2 separate regions of the Mus musculus genome follow, and region 1 is linked to region 2. Evidence: chromatin contacts called from public Hi-C data. All regions are on one chromosome and are shown on one strand. The core of a region is the stretch at or near the end of the contact, and the rest is flanking DNA. Distances in the headings are between cores, read along the strand shown.

What was found. A called contact is a pair of places that touch in the nucleus more often than the background predicts.
Region 1: a contact with region 2 is called in a Hi-C map of Sertoli cells, with 5 times the contacts expected there. The contact joins two enhancer-like sites. A contact is called at or near these places in 15 of 484 Hi-C or Micro-C datasets (the AML12 cell line, DN2 thymocytes, the G1E-ER4 cell line and 9 more), 8 of 115 datasets of contacts at active chromatin or transcription factors (bone marrow-derived dendritic cells, embryonic fibroblasts, embryonic stem cells and 2 more) and 1 of 9 other capture datasets (embryonic stem cells).

Annotation. Positions count from the first base shown.
Region 1 is chrX:12,855,542-12,862,845 of GRCm38.p6, reverse strand. No RefSeq gene overlaps it. Among named protein-coding and RNA genes, the nearest start is that of AA414768, 78 kb to the left of the region's middle. Within about 2 kb of position 4,720, at least 178 of the 459 cell types and tissues checked have an H3K27ac peak or open chromatin away from gene starts, as enhancers often do. A contact at or near this core is called in Sertoli cells, where this site is marked.
Region 2 is chrX:12,726,450-12,733,874 of GRCm38.p6, reverse strand. It overlaps Med14 (mediator complex subunit 14), which reads left to right. Exons shown (of 31, transcript NM_001048208.1): 11 at 5,736-5,861. Among named protein-coding and RNA genes, the nearest start is that of Med14, 32 kb to the left of the region's middle. Within about 2 kb of position 2,609, at least 2 of the 459 cell types and tissues checked have an H3K27ac peak or open chromatin away from gene starts, as enhancers often do. A contact at or near this core is called in Sertoli cells, where this site is marked.

The DNA of each region.
Region 1 (7,304 bases), core at 3,471-5,970, 130 kb before region 2:
TCCCCGCCTGCTACCCTAAACGCTTCAGTCCCGGGGCTGAGCTGCCCTGCCCTCAGAGACGCTTCCCTGTATAACCCAGACGTTTTGGTTACCCACTCTTTTGCTCCTTTTGTACCTTTGTCCTCCTGGCTGCTGCACTTGGTTCCCCCTCACCCTTCCTCTCCTCACAGGGCTCAGGGTCATGACCACTATGTGGACTCTCAGATGTGTCTGCCTGTGGCTCTGCTCTCCCACATCTCTACAATAAATTTTCTCCTCCACCATTCCTAGGGACAGTCACATCCCTTCCTTTCCTTCTTCTTTTTTTCCATTCAGAGAGAGCCTGTTATTAAAACGGAGTTTATCTTTCTTTACAAAGACAAATATTTATTTTTATTATTATTTAAAATTTTTATTTTTAACGGAAGGGGATATGTGTGTACATATGTAGGTCTGCAGAGGCAAGATGAGGGCATCAGATGCCCTGAACAGACATCTCAGGCAGTAACTTGTGCCCTCTGGAACAGCAGTACTCGCTGTTAGCCACTGAGCCCTCTCTCCAGCCTCTTTCTCTTTTGCTATTTTTGCCTTTCTGCTTTCTGCCTTGGGACAACATAGCAGGAAGGGCAACCTCAAACGCCAGCACCTTTTCGTGTGGGATTCCTTAGCCTTGAGGACCATGAGAAGTCAAATTCTTGCTTTCTATTGTTTCTGTGATAAATTGCCCAGACTATAGTATACTACTGTGGCAACATAGCGAACAAAGGCAGGTGGGTGTCTGCTTGGGAGCTGTAAGTACCTAGTTAGAAATCTGCAGATTTTTCTGCATAGTGGCCCATGCCTTTGATTCCAGCACTCAAGAGGCAGAGACTGAGTTTGAGGCTAGCCTGGTCTACATAGTGAGTTCTAGGACAGCCAGGGCTACACAGAGAGAGTCTATCTTAGGAAAAAAAACAAGAAAACAAGCAAGAAAGCGATTGAGTAAATGAATTTTCAGATTTGAAGGTCACTGAGGGTGACCTCTTCATTCCTAACCAGCTTCAGGGACCTGTGTTTCTCTTTCAGGCTTCCTGTGTTCCCTGTAATACACTCATTTTTTTTTAAAGATCTATTTATTTTATGTATATGAGTATATTGTCACTGTTTTCAGACACACCAAAAAGGGCATCAGATTCTATTACAGATGGTTGTGAGCCACTATGTGGTTGCTGGGAATTGAACTCGGGACCTCTGGAAGCAGCCAGTGTTCTTAACTGCTGAGCCATCTCTCCAACCTTTGGTTTGGTTTTGTTTGTTCGTTTGTTTGTTTTGTTTTTCTTTTGTAGACAGGGTTCCTCTGTGTATCACAGGCTCTCCTGGAACTCTCTATGTAGACCAGCCTGGCAGAGATCTGCCTGCCTTTGCCTCCCAAGTGCTGGGATTAAAGGCATGGGCAAACATCTCCCAGCCTCTGTTAATGATTTTTTATTTGTGTGTGTGTGTGTGTTCAGGTGTGCACACATGTGTGTGTACATGTACACATGTGCTTGTTACACATGCATCTGTCATGGGAGACGGGAGAGTGTTCTCATACTCGCACATGTGAGTAGAGGATAGGGCTTTGTGTTAGATCTCTTCCTCTATTCTTCTCATCTTATTTTTATAGAAATGGCCCATCAAACTTAAGGTTGCCACTTTGGCTAGACTGGCTGGCCAGCCAGCCCCCAGGATCTGCCAGTCTCTGCTCCTCACCACAGGGGTTACATGTGTGCACCTCCTATTCCAGTTTTCATGCAGGTTCTGGGAATCTGAACTCAGGTCCTCAATGCTTGTGTGACAAACACTTTCTCCAATGAGCCATCTCTGCAGCCCCAAGATTTAAAACACCTTAACATAGAGACAGCCTGGCTTTGTTGAGGCCCATGAAGGGAAGCCCATTTCTTCCTGGTAAAGTATTACTATTTTAACAGGTTTCATTAGGTTCTTATTTTTTTCTTTCTATGATCCCTTTTAACTTACTCTGTTACATGACTTTTGGTTAAAAGAATGGGGTGTGAGTCATATGTCTAGCCCTGGATACAGATATGAAATTCTGAGCTGCCAGGAAGATTACTGTCCAGCAGGAACAAAAGCACTTTGTCCCTTCTCTTAAGAGTTAATCTAAATGGGGCTGTCAATCACCTGGACAGGAATCTGCCTTGCAGGAAATCTGTTTCAGAAACTTTCAAATAACTTAAAACCTGACTACCAACATATGAGACCAAACCATGAGCTCTCTGGCCATGGTCCTTTCCCACTGTGAAAGTGTCTTCCTTCACAATGGTCCCTTTTAGGAAGTGCCCACCACTGCCTTTGCGCGTGCCTCCTGCCGTTCTGTGAAAACCTTTGCCGTCTAGCCATAGATATAGAATAGAGGGACTGGGAAGACCAGAAGGAGGCCAGAGCAGATTCCCAAACAGGAAGTGTTATGGATACCTCTGGCCACTGGATGGAGTAGAGTTGCAGGGTCAGAGTATGGTAGGCCGGAGCCCAGGAACACAGTCCTGTCTACAGAAACCTGACTCCAGCATAGCGGCATAACAACCATCCCAGTTCAGCCTAGGTGCTAGGAAGGAATGCAGGTTTGGAAACCTGTTTTTTCCTGACTCCCTTCTATGACTTTGTGATCTCTCCTGCACTGGGCCTCACTTTGGTGGCTTGTTTTTGCCTCAAGTTGTGCTTCCTTTCTTGTTTTAATTTTCAAGACAGGGTTTCTCTGTGTATCCCTGCTTTCTAGAACTCAATCTATAGACCCATCTTTGCCTCCTAAGTGCTGGGATCAAAGGCATGTGCTACCACCGCCTAGCTACTGCTGCTTTCTTTAAGATTCGTTTCATTATTTTAATTGTGTGGATGGGTGTGTTGGTTTGTGTCTGCAAAAGTCCAAAGAGAGCATCAGATGCCTTGGAGCTGGAGTTATAGGCAGTTGTGAGCCACCCAACATGGTACCCAAACTCAGGTCCTCTGTAAGAGCCATATATGATCTCAATGCTGAGCTGTCTTTCTAGCCCTGCCTTGAGTTCTAATAGCCCGTATTATAAGCATCCTTAGCAAGACCCACCCTTCTCTTTCTTTGTTTTCCTATCAGCCCAGTAGTCTACTGGGCAGTTAGTCTTTTCACTTGATTTTCTACAGAAAAATCTGCCTTTGTGTATCCAATAAAGAGTGTTAAATTAACACCATGGGGCCAGCCAGGTATGCTCCTCCCCACAGTGACCTGGCAACAGCCATGTAGGCCTGGTCCACTATTAAAAGGGCTGCTTGCCCCCTCCTCCCTCTCTTGTTCTCTTGGTCTCTTTCCTTCTTGCTCCTGCTCTGTCTCCTCGACCCTTCCCCACCCCCACCACCACCATGTGCTCATGGCCTGCCTCTCCTCCTCTCCTCTCCTCTCTCTACCTTTCTCTGCCTCTACTACCTTCTTAACTCCCCTCCCCATGCCCTGAATAAACTCTATTCTATTCTATTCTATACTGTTCTGTGGCTGGTCCCTCAAAGGGAAGGCATGCCTCAGCATGGGCCTGCTGAGACATTCCCTTCCCCCACACCTCACCACACATCCAAAGAACATAATCTCTTCTCTCTTTATCTTTTTATTAACACATCACAGTTGACCTGGTTCAATGCCCAGCACCTACATGGCAGCTTAATTCTAGTTCCAGGAGATCCAATGCCCTCTTCTGTCCTCCACAGGCACCAGCCACACATGTGCATGGGCATACATGCAGGCAAAACACCCAAACACATATTAAATAAATATAAGTAATTGCCAGGTATTTGGTTGTTTTTTTTAAAATTACACAGTGTGTACATGTGCTTGTTCAAAGACAGTTGTTATGCATTGTACCAGCTTTGTGGGAAAACCCGCATCCATTCTCCTCACACAGCTGGTATCTGAAGGCAGAGAACAAGGGTCATCTATGTACTATACACTTACCGACTCACTGTTTTATCAGAGGATGTTAAGTAATTACAGATTTCAGCATAGACTCAAAGATTCTCTTCATCTGGGAACTTCTCTTATCACTTGTATTCAAAGGTTAAATATAGAAGAAGGAATAAAAAAAAAAGACTCCAGACATTATGTAGTCACTGTCTGGAACTGGCAGGCATTATATTTCAACAGGATATTATCACTAAGGCGAAGAGAAATGATTCTTACTGGGTAGGAAATGATTGCACAGAGCAGTGTTGTTCAAGCAATCAGAGATCACGTCATGTGGTGAATGAAGGGTTTGCAATTCTATTGTTCATTTAAAATGGGCTGCTGGGAGAAAAAAGGCTGAAAAGAGCTTAGGGAGCAATGTCACACAGCTCCCCACCCCACCCCCACCCTGCTCTCCGCCCAGAAAATTCTGGAGTTCTAAAGTACCTGCTCTGACATCAGCCATCAGCAACCTTGGCTCTTTGAATTCCTTGCGTTTAGCTTGCACTCCCACCCGGTTCCCGTGTGGCGTTCATAGGGAACTGAAAGGGACCACGGGGTGTCTTTCCAAAGGTTTGTTAGGAAATCTGTCTTAGTTTCAGAACAGATTTTCTTCAGTTCTCTCACTGACTTCTGTTCTCAAGCAGGCCACTTGAGCGCATGTCACCCTTAGGAAATGAGCGTTTGCTACGGGATGACAGTAAAGAGTCGGTTCCTGGCAATCTCTAGCTGAGGTGCCATCTTGGAGCAACGCAGTCTTCCCCCCTCCCTTCCCTCCTTGCCTCTGCATGCAGGAGAAGAAAGAAAGTGGGAGGCACCCGGGAGGCTTTGAGCAGAGGTGGGGACTTCCCAGCACTAATAGAAAGAGGAAGGGAAAAGTGCCGGGGTGGCCCAGTAGTGAGACAGGGGGCAGAGCAGGAACATTGATCATATTAGCCGCCATCAGGAGGAAAGTCCCTGCCCGTGGGACACTGGCAACTGGAGTGGTAGTAGCTGAGGTACTGTTCAATGTACAGGTTGCTGGTTTAATGTTTTACTCCAGCCCACTGAAACCTAACCTTTTTCTTATTTTGAAACAAGCCTTCACCGGATCTCTCTCTCTCTCTCTCTCTCTCTCTCTCTCTCTCTCTCTCTCTCTCTCTCTCTCGCGCGCGCGCGCGCGCACACACACACACACACACACATACACACACAGGATACAATCACTGGGTCTGTCTGTCTGTCTCTGTCTGTCTCTGTCTCTTTCTCTCATACATACACACACATGGGATACAAAACAATACAGCAAACATCTGGCTTAAGATAGAAAGCAGGTCTGGGGGTGCTAGGCTTGGTGGTGCACACCTTTGGTACCAGCACTTAGGAGGCCAGGACAGCCAGGACTCCATGGAGAGGCTCTGTATCAAAAAGCAAACAAACAAACAATAACAAAAACACAAGAAAGGGAAATAGGGCTGCACTGCGGAGCACAGAGACTTGAGTTCAGACCCCCTCCCAGCCAGGCACAGTAACCCCTGTCTAATCCAAGAGCTCCACAGCAAGATGGGAAGCAGAGACCAGAGAATCCCCAGGAGATCTCAGGCCAGCTAGCCTGGTATAGCCTGGGGCAAACAGCAGACTTTGTCTCACATAATGTGGAAGATATGGATTGATACCCAAGATTGTTCTTGGACCTCCGTACATGCAGTGTAGTATCTGTGTGAGTACACTCACACATATGGACAGATATACACAGACACATACATCACATATATATAAACTCACAAAATATAATGATAAAATACAAGATAGAGAATGGCTTAGATAGTCAGAGGCAGCCTCTGTGTACCCTCAAGACAACCATAAGTTTTGAATAGTATTATAACTTCCATGTGGACTTTTATTGTTTTGTTACACATATATTTATTTTATCAATCTTAAATGTATTAGTCTACTTTGGATTACTAGAACAAGATACCTAAGGCTGGTTGTTTGTAAAAGGTTTATTTAGCTCATAGGTCTGGACATAGACTAACTAGTCAGGGAGCATGGCAGTAGCCACTGTAAGGCCCCCACTGGCTCCATCACAACCCAGCAGAGGGCAACATGTGGTCAGCTGCTACAAAAGGAGAAATTACAGAGTGGAACAGTAAACTGAAAATGACTTGGGGTCTGGCCTTGCTTTTTCAGGACAATTCATGCCTGCAGAGAACAAACTGACAGGCCATCACCCTGATCCTTTCTAAAGACAGTGCCCCTAATCAACTGCTAGGAGGCAGATCTAAAGGTTCAACCACCTCTTAGCATTGCGGCACTGGGACCCAAGCTTTCAACACATTATCACTTAAGAGACATACCACATACCACATCCAAACTACTGTATCATAGAAGTGATATCCCATTAGGAATCACTAGGGAAATGATTTCTAAGATTTTTGCATATTTTAATATTTTAAAAACACTAGCAATTCAGTATGGCCTTCTGAAATTTGCTTTTTCTCATCACACTCTTAAAAACTGTGAGCAAGTGCATTTGACACATCCACTCTAACTGTTGGGTAGCATTTCATCCTCTGAATAAACATACCCTTGCTACCAGCCCAAACCAGGACCCAGCCACATACTCAGCTGCTACCCACAGGAAGTTTAATTCTTAGTTTACAATGAAAGGACCAAATAGCTCACATCCTTTATGCAAGCCCTCTTTCCTGGACCTCAGGAGAAGTTGCCAATGGCTACTGCTGGCAGCTTGGTGTGATAAGTTCAGAATATTATCTGACTTTGAGAGAGCAATTGCCCTTGCCACAGGATGACTGTGGTGTCTAAGTGACTCGGGTCACTGAATTCCCTGTCTTTCCGCTGGATGGAGACCCAGTCATGTTCTCAGTGGGTAATTAGTTTGCCTATCATAAAGGGTTAAGGAGCCTTAATAGTGTATGAGAACCACCCAACACAGAGTAGATCTCTGATCTACTCCTTCCTGACCACAGCTCCCAGCCCTCAGTACAGCCCAGAGGACATTCTGGACATCAGCCTAGCAAGCCATCTGAGCAAATTGCAAGACTATTGTCACTTGGGGTGTGCAGGATGTGAAAACTTGGAAAGGGGGCCAAGGCAGAGTGCTGCAAAAGCTGAGTACCACCTTGGTGACACTCAGTGACAGGCCAGCCATTTCTCTCTGGACTCAGCTCACTCACTAGTCAGGAATCTCCTGGCTGAAGGTTCTGTCTTAGGATTTCTGGCACTCGGTTTTCTGGCCCGTGGCAAACATTCCTTGAGAACCGGCTAGCCAGTCAAGTGCTGGCGCCTGCCACATTGTTTGTAGCCAGATCACTGAAGGGCTCTTTTGAGCTTTAAGCCAGTGGAGACTTCTCACTTCTCAGTCTTTCCAACACCCTTTGATCCT
Region 2 (7,425 bases), core at 1,360-3,859:
ATTTTTAGTATATTTTGAACAGTCCAATTTTAGAATATTTCAGTCATCCCCCAAAGAACCATTATATCTACTAGGGGGTCATTCTGTATTCTCTCTAGCTTCTGACAGCTACTCATCCACTATATATATTTATATGTATAAGCATTTCATATAAATGAATCATGTAATGAATGTTCTTTTGCATATTTGTTTTTGAGGTCTATCCATGTTATAGCATGTTTTTAATAATTGTTATATATGCCATATATTATCAGTTCATTGATAAACATTGTGGTTACTTTTAATTTTCAACTATTGTGAATATAGCTGTGAACATTTGTCTAAGTTTTCATGTGGGCTTATACTTACTTGTATATATGCCTATGAATATGATGGCTGGGTGATCTGGCCACTCTAATCTTTTTTCATACTGAAACTATTTCACAACCTCACCAACAGTGTTTAAGGGTTCTGCCTTCTCCATATTCTCACTGATACTGGTTGTTTTTTATGTTTCTAGCTGTCCTAGTAAGTGTGAGATTTCATTATAGTTTTGACTTGTATGTTCTATGTTGAGCATCTTTCCATATATCTGTCTGTTCAGATCCTTTGTCCGTTTTATAATTGCATTTATCTTTTCCTTATTATTGCATATATTTTGGATATAAGTCCCTTTTTATAAATTATGATGTGTAAGAATTTTTCCCATGCTTGATAACTTTTTTATGGTATTTCTACTACTGACTTCCTCCCTGCCTCCCTCCCTTCCAATAGGATGCTATGTGGTTTAGGTCGGCCTTAGCCCTGATATGTAGTTGAAAATGGCTCAAACTCTTGCTTCTCCTACTTCCATTTTCCAACTGGTAGGACTAAAGGTGTATAGTACCATGCCTGGTCTTTTTTTTTTTTTTTTTTTTTTTTTTTGGAGATAGGCTCTCATCATGCCCCCTGTTGATCTATTACTCTGTATACATCAGGCAGGCTTTGAACTTGAGGCAGTCCTTCTGCCACTACTGTCCTAGTTCTGAGATTAAAAGCATATACCACTATGCTCTGCCTTTTTTTTTTTTACTTTAAATGGCATTCAGTGTACACTTTTTTTATGCTTCTCATGTTATACTTAAGAATCCATGTCTTATAAACCTGAGATCCTGAAGACATACACTTACATTTTCTTTAAATGTTATTATTTAGATCTGAATCATTATGAGTTAATTTTTGTGTATAGTATCAGATAGGTGTCAAAGAAGATATGCAGTTGTACCAGTAACATTCCTTCTTAAGGAAAACTCTTAGCATTCTACAATCTTTTTTTATCCACACCGAGTCAGGGGTTCGCAATGTAACTCTGGCTGTCCTGGAATTCACTTTGTAGACCACGGTGGCCTGGACAGAGATCTGCCTGCCTTGTCTTCCTGAGTGTTGAGATTAAAGGCATGAGCCGCTATACCTGGCTAAGCATTTTGTAATCTTTATTTCTTCTTATTTCCAAGTTTACAAAGTAGTAAAATTCTAAAATTTTGTTGTTGGAGCTGCAGAAAATGAAGATGTGTGATGTTTTCAGTAAACAAAGCTTAGTAAGTAAAAACCTGTCAGAATGATTGCCCATGGGATATTATTTTCAAAAATAATCTCTAGGGCTGTGGCTGCAGTTCAGTTGATGAAATGCGTCTCTAGCATTCATCAAAACTTGAGGTCAACCCCAGCACCCACCACATAAAATTCAGTGTGTTTGCCGATGCCTGTAATCTTGACAGTGGGAGGTAGAGGCTTAGACGTGGACGGAGTGGGTTAGGAATTCAAGATTATCGTCAACCTCATTGGTTAGCTTATATTAAGCCAAATGTAGACCTGCCTGGTTTGGAAATCGGTGTGTAGTAATTTATGTAGTGATTTGAGGATAGCCTCAAGTACAGAGTTCTGTCTACCTCTGCCTCCAGTTTAAACGTGTATACCATCACACCTGGGTAAACTCTAAAACACATGTTCTGGTAGTGGTAGTTTGGTGTACTGACTTAAGTTCTCAGAATTTCTTTTACATGCATATTGTAGCGGTGTCTCTACCTGAATAGCCGGAAGGTCTTGAGTTCAGCTGCATGCTCTCAAACATATTATATACATGCTTTGAGCTCCATTCTCTAACTGTAATTGGAAGTGGTTGTTAGCATATCTTCTTTTTAGATCTCTAGTTCCAGTCGAAACGTGTGCTACCTCAGTTACTTCAAGCCCTTGTTCCTACTGTCCTAGGTGTTTGAGAATAATCTTATAGGGACTTTTGAAATTGGTCCCCTCAAGTCCTGTTTTATCAGCATTTTTCTACAAGGGAAAAAGGGTCTGTTTATCTAGCTTTTTAGGGTATAAATTGTTTCTTTTTGGTTTGAGACAGTTTCACTATGTAGTCATGATTACCATGAAACTCAGATTATCTTGGCTCTGCCTCCAAGTTAGTGCTGGGAATAAAGGTGTATGTGCCTGGCCTATAGAAGAACTGTAGCCCATTCTTTGAATCTGTTAGTGCTGTTGCTCTCAGTCCGTTGCATTTTTCCAAGCTTCTAGCTGGAATAGCCTAAAGTGAGTAATTGAGAGATTAGAATATTTCAAGAAAGGCCTGGGAGAAGGCACAGCTGCAGGGATTTGAAATAGCACAGATAGAAGCATACAGTTTGCTCAGGGTCAAGTTGCCTCAAGGGCAACCAGGTGCAGAGAAGACCAAAATAGTATAAGGCAGGGAGATATGATATGGCTACTTTTCAATAATGTCTTTGAGTCTTAGGAGTCTCCACCCATTAGGTCTGAATTGGCATTATCAGGTGGAAGCAGTCTATGGCAAATAACTTTTTAATTGTGCTTAATTTCATATTTCTCTTCATTTTCTCAGAAAACCAACTAACAAACAAACCCACCAAAAATAGATATTGTTGGCCATAGGATATATTCAAATATATGTATTGATGCTATTTTCTCTTGAATGTATATCTTTTGATTCATGTCTGTATGAGATCATTCATTCTTGTTAATTAGATTGAAATTATAATTGTTATCCCTATTGGCAGTTGTACTTTTATTATTATAGTTTAAAAATGATTTTTGATTAGAGACTGCATTGTTTTGTACTCTAACACAAATTATAACTGTATAGAAATGTTTTAAAATTAGTAACTAATTTTTTATTTAGATATTTTCTTTATATTTATATTTCTTTATATTTCTCCATATATTTTTCTTTATATATATTTTCTTTATATCCACTATATACATTTATATACATTTCAAATGCTATCCTGAAAGTTCCCTATACCCTCCCCCGCCCTGCTCCCCTACACACACACTCCCGCTTCTTGGCCCTGGCATTCCAAGAATTTCATAAATTCATTGTTTACTAATTTTTAAATCAGGTGATGTGATTCAGCAATTGAGTATAGGCTTAGCATGTTTAAGGCTCTGGGTTCTGTTCCCAAAGCCACATAAACATACACAGCCAGCAACCCTGTTTCAAAACTGAAAATACTTTTGATTCTGCTGCATAGTGTACTGTGTTTAAGACACTATTGCTTTAATTTCATTTGTTGTGCTGGTGTTGGATTATAAAATACTGTATCAAAAATTTTTAGTCTCCTTCAGTTTTTTACCTTTAAAATTTACATTACATTTTGTTTGCATAGATAATAATAATGGTATCTTCACCCATTTTAAATATTGTCAATTTATAAGAGGTGACAGACCAATTCTGTGAATGGCGGACTTGTAAAAGTATCTTTTATTCCCCTGGCTCAGTTGTTGTCTTAGAGGCTTACTGTCTCCATCTGCTAACCTAGGCCTAGTCCTGGAAGCTTCTAGCCTCCATACAATGGAATCCAGGCCTAGAATGTTTTCAGCCTCTGAGACTTACTGCTGAATTAGCTCACCCTTTCTAGCTCTTTCTGAGCTCTGGCTGCCTGGTTCAGATCAGCTGTTCTGACTCAAAACTCTTCTCCAAGCTGACAGACTCAAACTAGCTTCTTTTTGCTGCTTATTGAGTTGCTCTGCTTAGCCTAAAACTAACTGTAGCCATCTTTTCTAATCTTCTGGCTTCTCCTCCTCCGGCTCTTTTTGTCTTTCCCTGTGTTTCAATTGTTCTGTGTGGAACCCGTGTCTGTAACGTTTCCTGGTAACTGAGAATCCCACACACTGACTAGAAAGAACTAAGGTCTGCATGAGTGTTGGGATTAAAGATGTGTACATGCCTGGACCTAAGCTTTTCTTTCCCTGAAACTTGGCTCTATACCACACTGGCCTTGAACTCAGACTTCAGTCTGACTCTGTCCCCTGGGATTAAAGGCATGTCTACATTCCAGCCAGATCACATAGACCTAGAAGTCTTTTTATGTGTGATCTCTTACCAGAGCAGTCATGTTCTGAATTAAACTTAAAATTTCTCTACAGTGGCTCATGCCTCTAATCCCTTCACTTGGGAGACTGAAACAGGAGGATTGCTGAGATGGAGGCTTGCAAGGCTTCCATTGTGAGTGGCTACACAGTTAGAACCCATCTTAAAACACATGTGAGTGAAATAATGTGCTTTTCTCATCACGCCATAATCAGGCCTGGCCCTGTGTCAGTCTGCAAGACGAGTAGGGTGGTCACGGATGACTTTTTTCTTACTTGTTTGTGGCCAGAGGACTTTGCTTTTGTAGGCTCCACCAGTCTGAGCCCGGTGTGCTTTTTAGTGCTTTGAGTTCCTAGGTTGCCTATTTGAGGGATAAGACGACAAGTTGATAGGGTCTGGTGGAAATACCACCAAATTCTTAGATTTATTATCAGCTTTAGAGGTTTGACCATAGCCATTGTCTACATTCTTATCTCCTCTAGGACTTAAAAACAAGAAGAAAAATTCCCATGTAATAATACTGAAGAGTTCTTAAGTGTTTTGTTTTTTTTAAAACATGAGCTCGGACTGGTGAGATGGCTCAGTGGGTAAGAGCACCCAACTGTTCTTCTGAAGGTCTGAAGTTCAAATCCCAGCAACCACATGGTGGCTCACAACCATCCATAATGAAATCTGACTCCCTCTTCTGGAGTGTCTGAAGATAGCTACAGTGTACTTATATATAATAAAAATAAATAAATCTTTTAAAAAAAAAACATGAGCTCTTGATGTCAGAAAAAAAAACCCTGATTTTTTTAAAAATAAAAGAGTACATTGAAAATCTTATTGGAGTATGAATTTGTGTTCTAAAATATTTTTTTCCTGATATCTTTCAGCTAATTAAGAAAACTTGAGGTGGGCACTGGGGACTCACACACTCCTTTAATGCTTGGGAGGCAGAAACAGATCTCTGTGAGTTCAAGGTCAGCTTAGGCTACAGAGTAAAACCCTGTCTGAAACCAAACCAAAAAAGGGGTGCCGGGGGCGGGGGCGGGGGCGGGGGCGGGATTTATAAACATTGGCTTAAACCTGACTTATTGAATGGAAAGAAATCAGTTAACTGCTAGGATCGGGCTTTACTAGATAGACTAACTCTCTTGTAATGGAATTTCAGATTTTTCCTGTCTTTTTCTATCCTTTCTCTCTCTCTATATATATATATGCCTTTTGTGTATCAACTAGTAAATGCTATTTTTCCTTTTCAGCTGCTACTAATTAGCATTGTGATCCAGTTCCAAACTTTATAAAATTAAGTCTTCTATATTCAGACTTACCTTTGTTTCTACTCATTAAAAATAATTTTGAGCAAATGTTCAGATAGAAAAATAATTTTTAATTCTCAACTGTTTAGCTTCCATAGAGACTGCACTTCCAGCTCTTATTGTACCCATCTTGGAGCCTTGTGGTAATTCGGAGTGCCTACACATTTTTGTAGATTTGCATTCTGGAATGTTCCAATTGATGCTTTATGGACTTGGTAAGTTACTAAATGTCGTCACTCAAGTAAGTGTGTGTGTGTGTGTGTGTGTGTGTGTGTGTGTGTGTTGCCTGTGTATATGCATGTACACCACATGAGTGTTTAGTGCCCCTAACTCTATGAGGTCAGAAGAGGATATCAGATCTCCTGGAATTGAAATTACAGATGGCTGTGAATTACCATGTCAGTCCTGGGAATCGAACCTGGATTCTCTGCAATAGCAACATGTGCCCTTAACTCCTAGGCCATCTCTCTGGCCCAAGGAAAATTTTGTAAGAAAGCAAATTGAAACTTAACTACTATAATGTGTAGGAAGGGGTGGTGTGTGCAGCGTGAAAGTAAGTATGAAAGGAATAATGAACTGTTTGACATCTCTTCCTTGGAATTTTTTTGAGTCCTATCTGAAATTTTTTTGTATCAGAAGATAATTTTTTTTTTTTTAAATATTTATTTATTTATTTTATCTAAGTACACTGTAGCTGTCCTCAGACACTCCAGAAGAGGGAGTCAGATCTCGTTATGGATGGTTGTGAGCCACCATGTGGTTGCTGGGATTTGAACTCCTGACCTTCGGAAGAGCAGTCGGGTGCTTTTACCCACTGAGCCATCTCACCAGCCCGATAATTTTTTTATTATGTAAAAATAACAGTGATGACTGCTTTTAGATTATCTGCTCAGGAGTTCAGTTTTTATTTTATCACTAATAAATTGACATATAAATGACTAGTAGGAATTGCTAGTATCCTTTGTGACTAGAGAAAATATTTGTGACAGTATATCTACATAATGACCTGGAATATGTATCTATATAATGACTTAGAATATGGAGCCCTAGAGGAATTGAAAGTTTGCTTTCTAGTCAAGTGTATGGAGTGAACTACATTCCTAGCCCTTATTTCAAGGTCAGCCTAGTCTACAGAGGACATCCAAGGCTACACAGAGAAACCTTGTCTCAAATTTTTTTTTTTTTTTTTTTTTTTTTGGTTTCTAACTTGTTCTTTTATTGTGTGGGTATTCTCAAATGATATATATTTACTAGGAACAAAAGTGTTTTCGATGACTGCTCAAACAATAGTCCTAACTATGGTGTATATACTCTATTTAGTCAGTTAATATTAAACAAAAGAAATTGATTAAAATAAGGGATTTTTGATTCTATTATGTAGCTATAAAGGTGAGTTAAATTTTATTATTATTTATTTAAAATTGTTTTTGAAACAGGCATGTAGCTTTGGGTGGCCTGGAACTTGCTATGTAACCCAGGCAGGCCTTGAATTCAAAGAGACATCCCTACTTATGCATTCTGAGCTGGGATTAAAGGCATATACCTACCACACGTGGCTAAAAAGGTAGAATTTTGAAACATATTGGCAGCTCATGGAAAATAGGACTTTGAATCACATATTTATTATAGGTAAATGACATACATATGACAGTGGTTTGTTTTTTAACTTGCTCCCCCCCTCCATTTAACATGGAAACATCACTTATTTGTTGCTCAAGTATACGACATAGTTTTACGTAACAGCAGACAATCCCAAGGAAACACTGAAATTACCTCATC